Regions from separate parts of the Nothobranchius furzeri genome. Here region 2 is linked to region 1. A link is a contact called in public Micro-C data. All regions are on one chromosome and are shown on one strand. Each heading gives the region's core, a stretch centred on a gene start, on an enhancer-like site or on the middle of the called end of the contact. The rest is flanking DNA. Distances are from core to core; before and after follow the strand shown. Region 1 holds the start of galnt14 (UDP-N-acetyl-alpha-D-galactosamine:polypeptide N-acetylgalactosaminyltransferase 14 (GalNAc-T14)). Region 2 holds the start of angel2 (angel homolog 2 (Drosophila)).

Region 1 (4,163 bases), core at 647-3,146:
AAATTTTCTAAATGTTTTTTTATTTTTACATTTTTTGCTTTTGTGAAGCGCCTCGTGATTTTTATCTTGAGAGGTGCTATAGAAATGATACTTTCTTCTTCTTCTTCCATAGTAGGTGATCTGCAGAACGTTAGCTACATGGTAACCTGAAGCTAACAGAGTTTTTCCAGGCGTTTTTAGCAAGAAAAATGCGGTAGAGCGATGACGTAGGAGTTGTTTTACCGTGTTAGCATGTAGCTAATGTCCCGCTGATCTCTGCCCGTGGAGAATGAGCTGATCTAGAAGGCCAGGGCTCCCGGTCGCAGCGGTCTGGCCCTGCTTGTAATTTAACAGCCCCAGTCCATATTAGATCTCACATTTGGTATAGAGATGAGTCCACGGGCGGCAACACCCCCACTGCTCTCCCAATGGGGAGGGCCGACGATTCGTAAAAATGCCACGGCCAAATTTTGGTCCCAGTCCACCCCTGGATGGAGCTAACGTCAAAGTCAACGGTGCATAAAGGTGGCCATTGTGACCTGAAATGACCTTTTCGTCAACCTGAAGTAAACAATACCCAACAACAAGCAGAAGGCAAATGTGCATTGTCTGTTGTTAGTGACGTTTAGCACGCAAACGAGTTGAAAAACAAAGTCATGAATGTTGGGCCCAAAACCATCAGCAGCACCTGTAGGCTGATCGTGACCGCATGTTGGAGACGGTATCGACAAACTAAAACCCACATCTGTCTCTGGACTACTTCATCGTGGAGTCTGTGCTTGTTTGTGCTTCAACGATTGCTGAACCTAATCTGACAGATTATGTTTTCTTTAAGCTGAATGATCTCAGATTAATTTAACAGAACCATCTGACAGTTTGGTTTTTACCAACAATGGGAACAAAATAACCTATTTGGAGTTATTTATGATAATAAAATAGATGCAAACATGTTGTTTCCACTTTAGTTTCTTTTATTTTCATCATAAACCAAAAATATTCCCACAAACTCTTCTTTTATCAGCTTTAGTTGGATTAAAATGATCTCGTGTCCAAAACGTTTTAGAGGTTATTTTTGTTGCTTATAGTAGCAGTGCCCGTGCTGTTACCGGCTGTTACTCGTGATGAACACTAGATGGCGAAGCAAGACAACAAGTTTAATTATTTGCTACGTGTTTTCTTCACAATCTCAGACACAGATGTGCTCTCAGTGGGATCATTTATCAAAACAAAATGTGGAAAAGCTGCTTTTCTTTTTGTTTCTGCTGTAAAATGAAAACCTTTTTTTCTCCGTTGATCTCTTTTGTCTCAGATGTTTTCCCACCTCGTCTGTTGTTGGAGAATCGTTTCTCTAGATTTTGGTTCTCATTCTTATTCTGGCCCTGTGAGAATAAGATCCCACCTGTCCGATACACCTGCGGTGGCTCAGGTAAGCATCTTGATCCTGAAGGTAAAAGGAATTCTGAATGTTGGGAAAACCTGCTGATGTTCTTCCGTTAGAAAACAAACGAGCTGTCATAAAAGAACAACTAAATAAAAGATGAACACAGTCATCTGAACAGCAGAGACAGTGAAATCTTAATAAGTTGTTTTAAATATCAAACTCATTCCTGCAGGAAAACAGTTTATTCCCAGTTTTACTGGATATGGATGTAGGAATGACTTCCCTGATCCTGATCTGGATCACGACTGAAGGCATTTTCCTCTCTGAGGTGGACAGGTTTATCCTCACAGGTGAGGAGGAGCGTCATCATCATCCTCATCATCAGGAGTAGAGCCACTGCTCCTCCTCATCAAAAAGATTCAGCTGAGGTTTTCCGAGAACAGGCAGGGAATGTCATCCTCCAGCCCACTTCCAGAACCTTCTGGCTCGGGAATGCTTTAGGATTTGTCAGCTAGATAAAAGAGGAAGTGGGAATTATTTGACTTGTGTGATTTTTCAAAGGTGGTTCCATTTTTATATTCAGCAGAGGTTTCTCCAGTTAAAGTTGTGGTTTTATTTATGTTCAAATCCTGCAAGCGTGGGACCCTAAACTTAGACCACGTGCACCGGAAGTGACTCTCTCTCCTCCTGACCTGTCCCGGTCCGGACCCAGAACCCAGCAGGTGGAGCTGCACCATCCAAGAGTGTCCTGGACTACCTCAGCCAGCGACAACACTCTGCGCACGTGCGCTGCGCCGTCAGGCGTGTCTGAGGCGCGCGAGATCACCAAGTTCTGAGGCAGCGCGCGCTTGGAGGAACCTGGCAGCTCGCGCACCTTCTTTTATTTGGGTTTTTGTTTCCGGTAAAAAGGACAAATGGGTTTCTGACAGCAGCAGCAGCCGGGCTGCGGGCGCCGCCGGCTCCTCCGGACCGGAAAATGAAGCGTCTCTGTCGGAAGCTGGCGGTGGCCGTGGCGGTGCTGGTGTGGCTGGGAGCGCTGGTTTACCTGCTGGTGCTGAGTCGGAGGAAGTTACCGGAGCTCGGTACCGGAGCGGGAGGAGCAGCGGGAGGCGGAGAGGCTCTGTACAACCAGGTGGAGTAGAGATAAACGCTAAAGTTCGCTCATTAAGGCAAAATTAGGACTGCAAATGTTTCTTTTTGACTGTTTTCTCACATTATCTCCTTATATTTGAACTTCAGCTGTTTGCGTTTGGTCCAGAATCTAAATACTAATAAAAACAACAGTAAAATCACATTTAATGAACGTTTCTCCTGATTAAAATGTAAGAAATGAGCATAAAATGAACTTAGAACAGAACAATTTGATCCTTTTATCTTGTTTTGACAAAACAGTTAATCTGTAAATTAATTTGGACATTCAGCTTAAACAGTCTCATAAGGATTAAATGTTGAGACACATCCTTATAAAACTTGTTTCCTGTTTATTAAGAATATTTTTACCCTCTAATAGGTTACTTTATCTTCTTTAATTTGAGTTTCCTATCAAACCCAGAGCCTGATGATCAGGTGATCTTTTCATGCTAAACAATCACATCCCCTCCTGTTCTGGTTATATAAACTATTGATCCTACCTCTCCTCACCTGCAGCTGTGTAGGTGTTCTGGATGTGTCTGGATGTCAGGAGCTTCCTCAGATGCTGAGGAGTTGACTTCTGCTTAGGAGGAATGCTTCTTCTATCGTGAGACAGAAATAATCAGTTTGAGGAATTCTGGGAAGCTTTTATTTGGTTTATTCAAGACCGATGAAAGTTTCCTCTGTTAATTTAAAGTATGAAAATATATTTTCTGATTCCTCGTAGAACAAAACCCAGAAAATGTCCATTTCTTTGGCTTAGCTCCTTCAGAAACAGCTGTTTTTGTCCAGAAGCGGAGCAGAAAGCTGCATGTCGTCGTCGTCTTCCTCCGCTTATCCGGGTCCAGGTCACAGGGGCAGCATCCCAACTAGGGAGCTCCAGACCGTCCTCTCCCCGGCCACCTCCACCAGCTCCTCCCGCAGGACCCCAAGGCGTTCCCGGACCAGATTGGAGATGTAACCTCTCCAACGTGTCCTGGGTCGACCCGGGGGCCTCCTGCCGGAAGATCATGCCTGAAACACCTCCCCAGGGAGTTGTCCAGGAGGCAGTTTGCCAGAACCTCTTTGGAGCCGATCGATAGTCTTTCTCCATGGCCTCACCAAACTCCTCCCACGCCCGAGATTTTGCCTCGGCAACTGCCACTGCTGCACCCCACTTGGCTATCTGGTGCGTGTCTGCTGCCTCCAGAGACCCACAGACCAGCCACGCCCTGTAGGCCTCCTTCTTCAGCCTGATGGCTCCCCGAACCTCTGGTGTCCACCAGTGGGTACGGGGGTTGCCACCATGACTGGCACCAGCCACCTTGCGACCACAGCTAGCAACAGCCGCCTCAACAATCGCAGAGTGGAACAAGGCCCACTCGGAGTAAATGTCCCCCACTGCTCTCGGGACGTGGTCAAAGCTCTGCCGGAGTTGGGAGTTGAAGACCGTCTTGACAGGTTCTTCTGCCAGACGTTCCCAGCAGACCCTCACTATGCATTTGGGTCTGCCAGGTCTACGCGGCATCGTCCCCTGCCATCTGATCCAACTCACCACCAGGTGGTGATCAGTTGACAGCTCCGCTCCTCTCTTCACTCGGGTGTCCAAAACATACGGCTGCAGGTCAGATGATACGACTACAAAGTCTATCATCGACCTGTGACCTAGGCTGCCCTGGTACCAAGTGTACCG
Region 2 (4,163 bases), core at 737-3,236, 200 kb after region 1:
TTTATTAGGTCTTTTGTAAGACCCTTGAATATTATCAGATTGTTATGTTTTTCTTTTAAATACGAGTTAAAACTACATTTTATTTCCCTCAGGGATAAAAATAATGTTGGAATTGAACAGAATTTGTGGGTTTTGTCGTTGTGTTAAGGATTTTTTTTTACCTTCTGGGCCACCGTAGATACAGTATATTTCGTAACATATTTCCACAACATACATTTGAACGAAACACAGGAGTTTAAACAAATTACGCCACACGCCCCCAAGTGGCTGGTTCCAGTACATGTTTTAACCTCTTCATGTAAACAAATGGGACATTTTTCTGACTAAAATGTAGAAGTTCAGCTCGGATATTGATTGTTTAATGTTTTTGTCTGTTGCTTCTCACATGTTTAAATGATTTTGATGCTTTAAAACATTATAGTTGTGTTTGAGGTGAGTGGGCCTGGCTTTCAGTCGTTGGGCTCTACCTGTAAATGGAAAATGTAGGCTTTACTTTAAAAAATGTAAGAAAGTAGAGACACAGTTTTTAGATGAACCCAAACTTAACTTTTGTTTTTATTTATAATCTGAAGAAAAGCGTCTTTAAATTTCAGATGAGTTTATTTTTTATTACTGCATTGCGTTGCATTCACTGACCAAAGTTTTCAGACTTGATTTGTGTTTAGAATTGTTTTAAAGACAGAATCATGAACTTTGAAATCTTATTTAGCTTTTTCTGAAAGAAAATGTTTGGTTTTTAACAAAAATTTCATTGAAGATATTCTTGATAAATAAGTCCATCTTTATTTTGAAGGATTGCACAGTTTCCCCTACTACTTCATCTCTTCTCACATGGATCAGATTCAGTGTCACTGACCTGATAACACTGATTGTATTTAACTGGGAAATGTTTCTGCTATCAGATGGTTTATAGTTATTGCAATGATTTTTTTCCAGTCAAATTTTAGTTAGAATCCTAGAAAATCCTCAACAGGAAATGCAGAACCTGATTTGTTAGCATGAGTTTTGTGGAGATGAATAATTTTATAAATAACTTCGGGACGCAGCAGAAACGGAAAGATACAAGACGAGAGATGTGCAACAAAATAAATTCTGAAGGATTTCTGTTGTTTTATCTCTGGAGGATGATCTGGGCTGTTTCTGCTGCAGCTGTTTCACGTTGCTCGCCCGTAGTGAGCTGCAGCCGTTTAAGAAACCCTGATTCAGTCTCTAAGTCTCCGTTTCTTTTATGTTGTTCAAACCAAACCTTCTGTCCAGCACAAATCTGAGTTTTTATCGTTGTGCACCAAAAGGGCGGATGAGCTCAACACTGTTAAAAATCCAACTTGCAATTTGTTTGGAGAGTTTAAAGTTTTAAGTCAGTTGAACGTTTTAACTTGCAAAATGTTAAGTTAATACAGAAAAGCAAGCACCTAAAAAGTTGACTGAACTTAAAATTGTATTGCAACTGGTTGCTTTACTTTTTTAAGTTCACGGGACTTTTTTTTTTTTTACAGTGAAGCTACTGTGGGCATCTGACATTTGACCTCTGGGTCATGTGACTGACCATTTCTCACACCAACAGCAGATTTCTGATATCATTGTTTGACATCATTTTGATATTGTCTGATTCCTCAATAAAATTTTATAACGCCTCTTCCTATGTTATTGAAGTGACTGGGCTGTATGGATGCAAACCACGCACACACACACACACACACACACACACACACACACACACACACACACACACCTTCAGTAACACAGCTCGATAGCTTTATGGCTCGTAACAACTTAAATCTGGAATATTTTCAGCTCTTAATTAAATATTTGAAACAAAAGAAAATCTAATTTTGTGTTTTGTTCTCACTTTTTGTTAGGATAAAAGTCCCAGGGATGCTCGTGTTTTTGCACCAGGAAAAATTCCCCGTAGTTCAGTAACAGCACGTTTATTCTGAAAAAGATTAAAGGTGATGAAGTGAGCGGAATGCTTTCACACAGGACAGAGTACACTTAGTGCAGACCCCTCTCTTCTTCCAGTCCGGCGGTTCTCTTCGCCAGCGAACCGTTAATTCACGACTGACGGTCTCAGTTCACGTTTAAACGCTGCATATAGTAGCAGAGGTCACACGGTAAACGTTGATATTTCATCTTTACTGAAAGCGTCCAACTGCATCGCTGTTTTCAACAGGAGTCGCTTTTAACGTAAGTAGAGTGACCTTTCATCTTTCTCCCGACAGAAACTTTAAAATCTGTGTAACCGCTCATGTTTTGGTGATTAGCCTGAGAGGCAACATTATTGATTTGTCGTTCATTGTTTAGAATTAAAAAAAGACATTTGAGCCCATGGAGTCGAGAAGGATGTGAACGTGTTTTCATCGGGGTCTTTTCCATTGCCGTACCGAGGACTTTGTAGTTCGCTATCGTACGGAAATAACGGAAGTTTAAGCTAAGGAGCGGCGAGAAGGACTACAACTACCAGCACGGTGTTTGATAAATAGCCCGCTCTAGTATATCGCCTTTCAGAGTCAGGACTCCAAAGCGCTTTACACTACAGTGTATCATTCATTCATTTACACACGCACATTCACACTCTGGTGGTGATGAGCTATGATGTAGCCGCACAGCTGTCCTGGGGCGCGCTGACAGAGGCGGAAGCACACATCAGAAGGCAGACCCGTGAGACAGTTGAGTACCATTTGAAAAACCCGAATTGTCGGAATAGCACAACCAGAGTTTAACCTCTGAAAAGAATTGGCAGAACATTTATTTTTAAATTAAGATAAAATAAAGTTTGTTAACATATCTGAACGTTCTTGTGTGCATCTGCTAAATATACAAAGGGAAATTGGGGTAAAAAGTGGTCTCACTCAAGATTTTTCTATAATTTGTTTTTAAAAATAGTTATTAATATTATGATAAAATTCTGTAAATATTGAGCACTGTTCTATGAATTCCCTGTTTTTACCAATATACCGCGAGTAAAGAAGTGTAATGTGAATTTTAACGTTAGCGTAAAAAAAACAGACTTCTTTGTAGTATGTGAATGCAGCACCCTAAACCGCGCTTGAATTTGACGTCATCTTTAAAGGACTGGGACCATATGTTCTTGGATTTTGTTTAGGAGATGAAAGAATTCATCTGTGTGATCTATGAAAATGCAGTTAAACTCAAACATGAATTATGACGGTTCTATCGACGAAGAGCGGTGAGTTAGCACTAGCTAGCGTTAGCTAGCTAGTCGGAGTTCACTGAAAGTTTCCGTTTCTGCGCACATGTTGTCTCAGCTGTTGTTTACGTCTCAGCTTCCCAGCAGAAACACATTTATCTCACTAAAGATTTTTCTATAATTTGTTTTTGTTTTTAAAAATAGTTTATTAATATTATAGTAAAATTTGTAAATATTGAGTACTGTTCTATGAATTCCCTGTTTTACCAAAATACCGCGAGTAAAGAAGTGTAATGTGAATTTTAACGTTAGCGTTAAAAAAAGAGTTTTGTTTAGTAGATGAAAGCATTAATCTGTGTGACATATCTAAGTGCAGTTAAACTCAAACATGAATTATAACGGTTCTGTCGACGAAGAGCGGTGAGTTGGCACTAGCTAGCATTTGCTAGCTAGTCGGAGTTCACTGAAAGTTTCCGTTTCTGCTCAAACATTTTGTCTCAGCAGTCGTTTACGTCTCAACTTCCCAGCAGAAACACATTTATATCTGTTTTAATCTAAACTGTGTTTCAATGTGATGGTTTCAGTAAAAGTGTTACACAAATCAAAGGCTCTCTAAAATCTAGAGAAGAAAAATAAACTTTTAGTCTCTTCTTCTACGTTATCCATGAATAATTGTCTTCAGCCAAGAATAATTTGTCTTTAAAAAATTTTTTAAAACTAGTTTATTTTCGTATTTCTTTATGTGACTATATGTTTTGTTGTTTCTGGTTAAATGTTGAGACGTAATTTCCCTGACAGGGATAAACTGAGGTTTGTGTTGCTAAATAATTACTTTATAATCTGACATTTGTTGTAAACATCTATACCATTGTTATGACGTCACACAGCACAGCTGAATGGTGCTTTTTGCCTTGAGGAGAGAATAAAACAGCTTTAGAAATAAAAGATGAAACCACATTTGATTGAAATATATAGTTTACTTGTACTCGGGTGTTTCCTCTCTCTCCCCAGCTCG

What was found. A called contact is a pair of places that touch in the nucleus more often than the background predicts.
Region 2: a Micro-C map of tail fin shows a contact between it and region 1, with 9 times the contacts expected there. The contact joins the promoter of angel2 here to the promoter of galnt14 in region 1. A contact is called at or near these places in 2 of 2 Hi-C or Micro-C datasets (skeletal muscle and tail fin).

Annotation. Positions count from the first base shown.
Region 1 is chr2:14,700,692-14,704,854 of NfurGRZ-RIMD1, forward strand. It overlaps galnt14 (UDP-N-acetyl-alpha-D-galactosamine:polypeptide N-acetylgalactosaminyltransferase 14 (GalNAc-T14)), which reads left to right and starts at 1,897. Exons shown (of 15, transcript XM_015947783.3): 1 at 1,897-2,492. The coding sequence starts at 2,337.
Region 2 is chr2:14,899,244-14,903,406 of NfurGRZ-RIMD1, forward strand. It overlaps angel2 (angel homolog 2 (Drosophila)), which reads left to right and starts at 1,987. Exons shown (of 9, transcript XM_015947786.3): 1 at 1,987-2,184; 2 at 4,160-4,163. It overlaps galnt14 (UDP-N-acetyl-alpha-D-galactosamine:polypeptide N-acetylgalactosaminyltransferase 14 (GalNAc-T14)), which reads left to right. Exons shown (of 15, transcript XM_015947783.3): 15 at 1-1,634.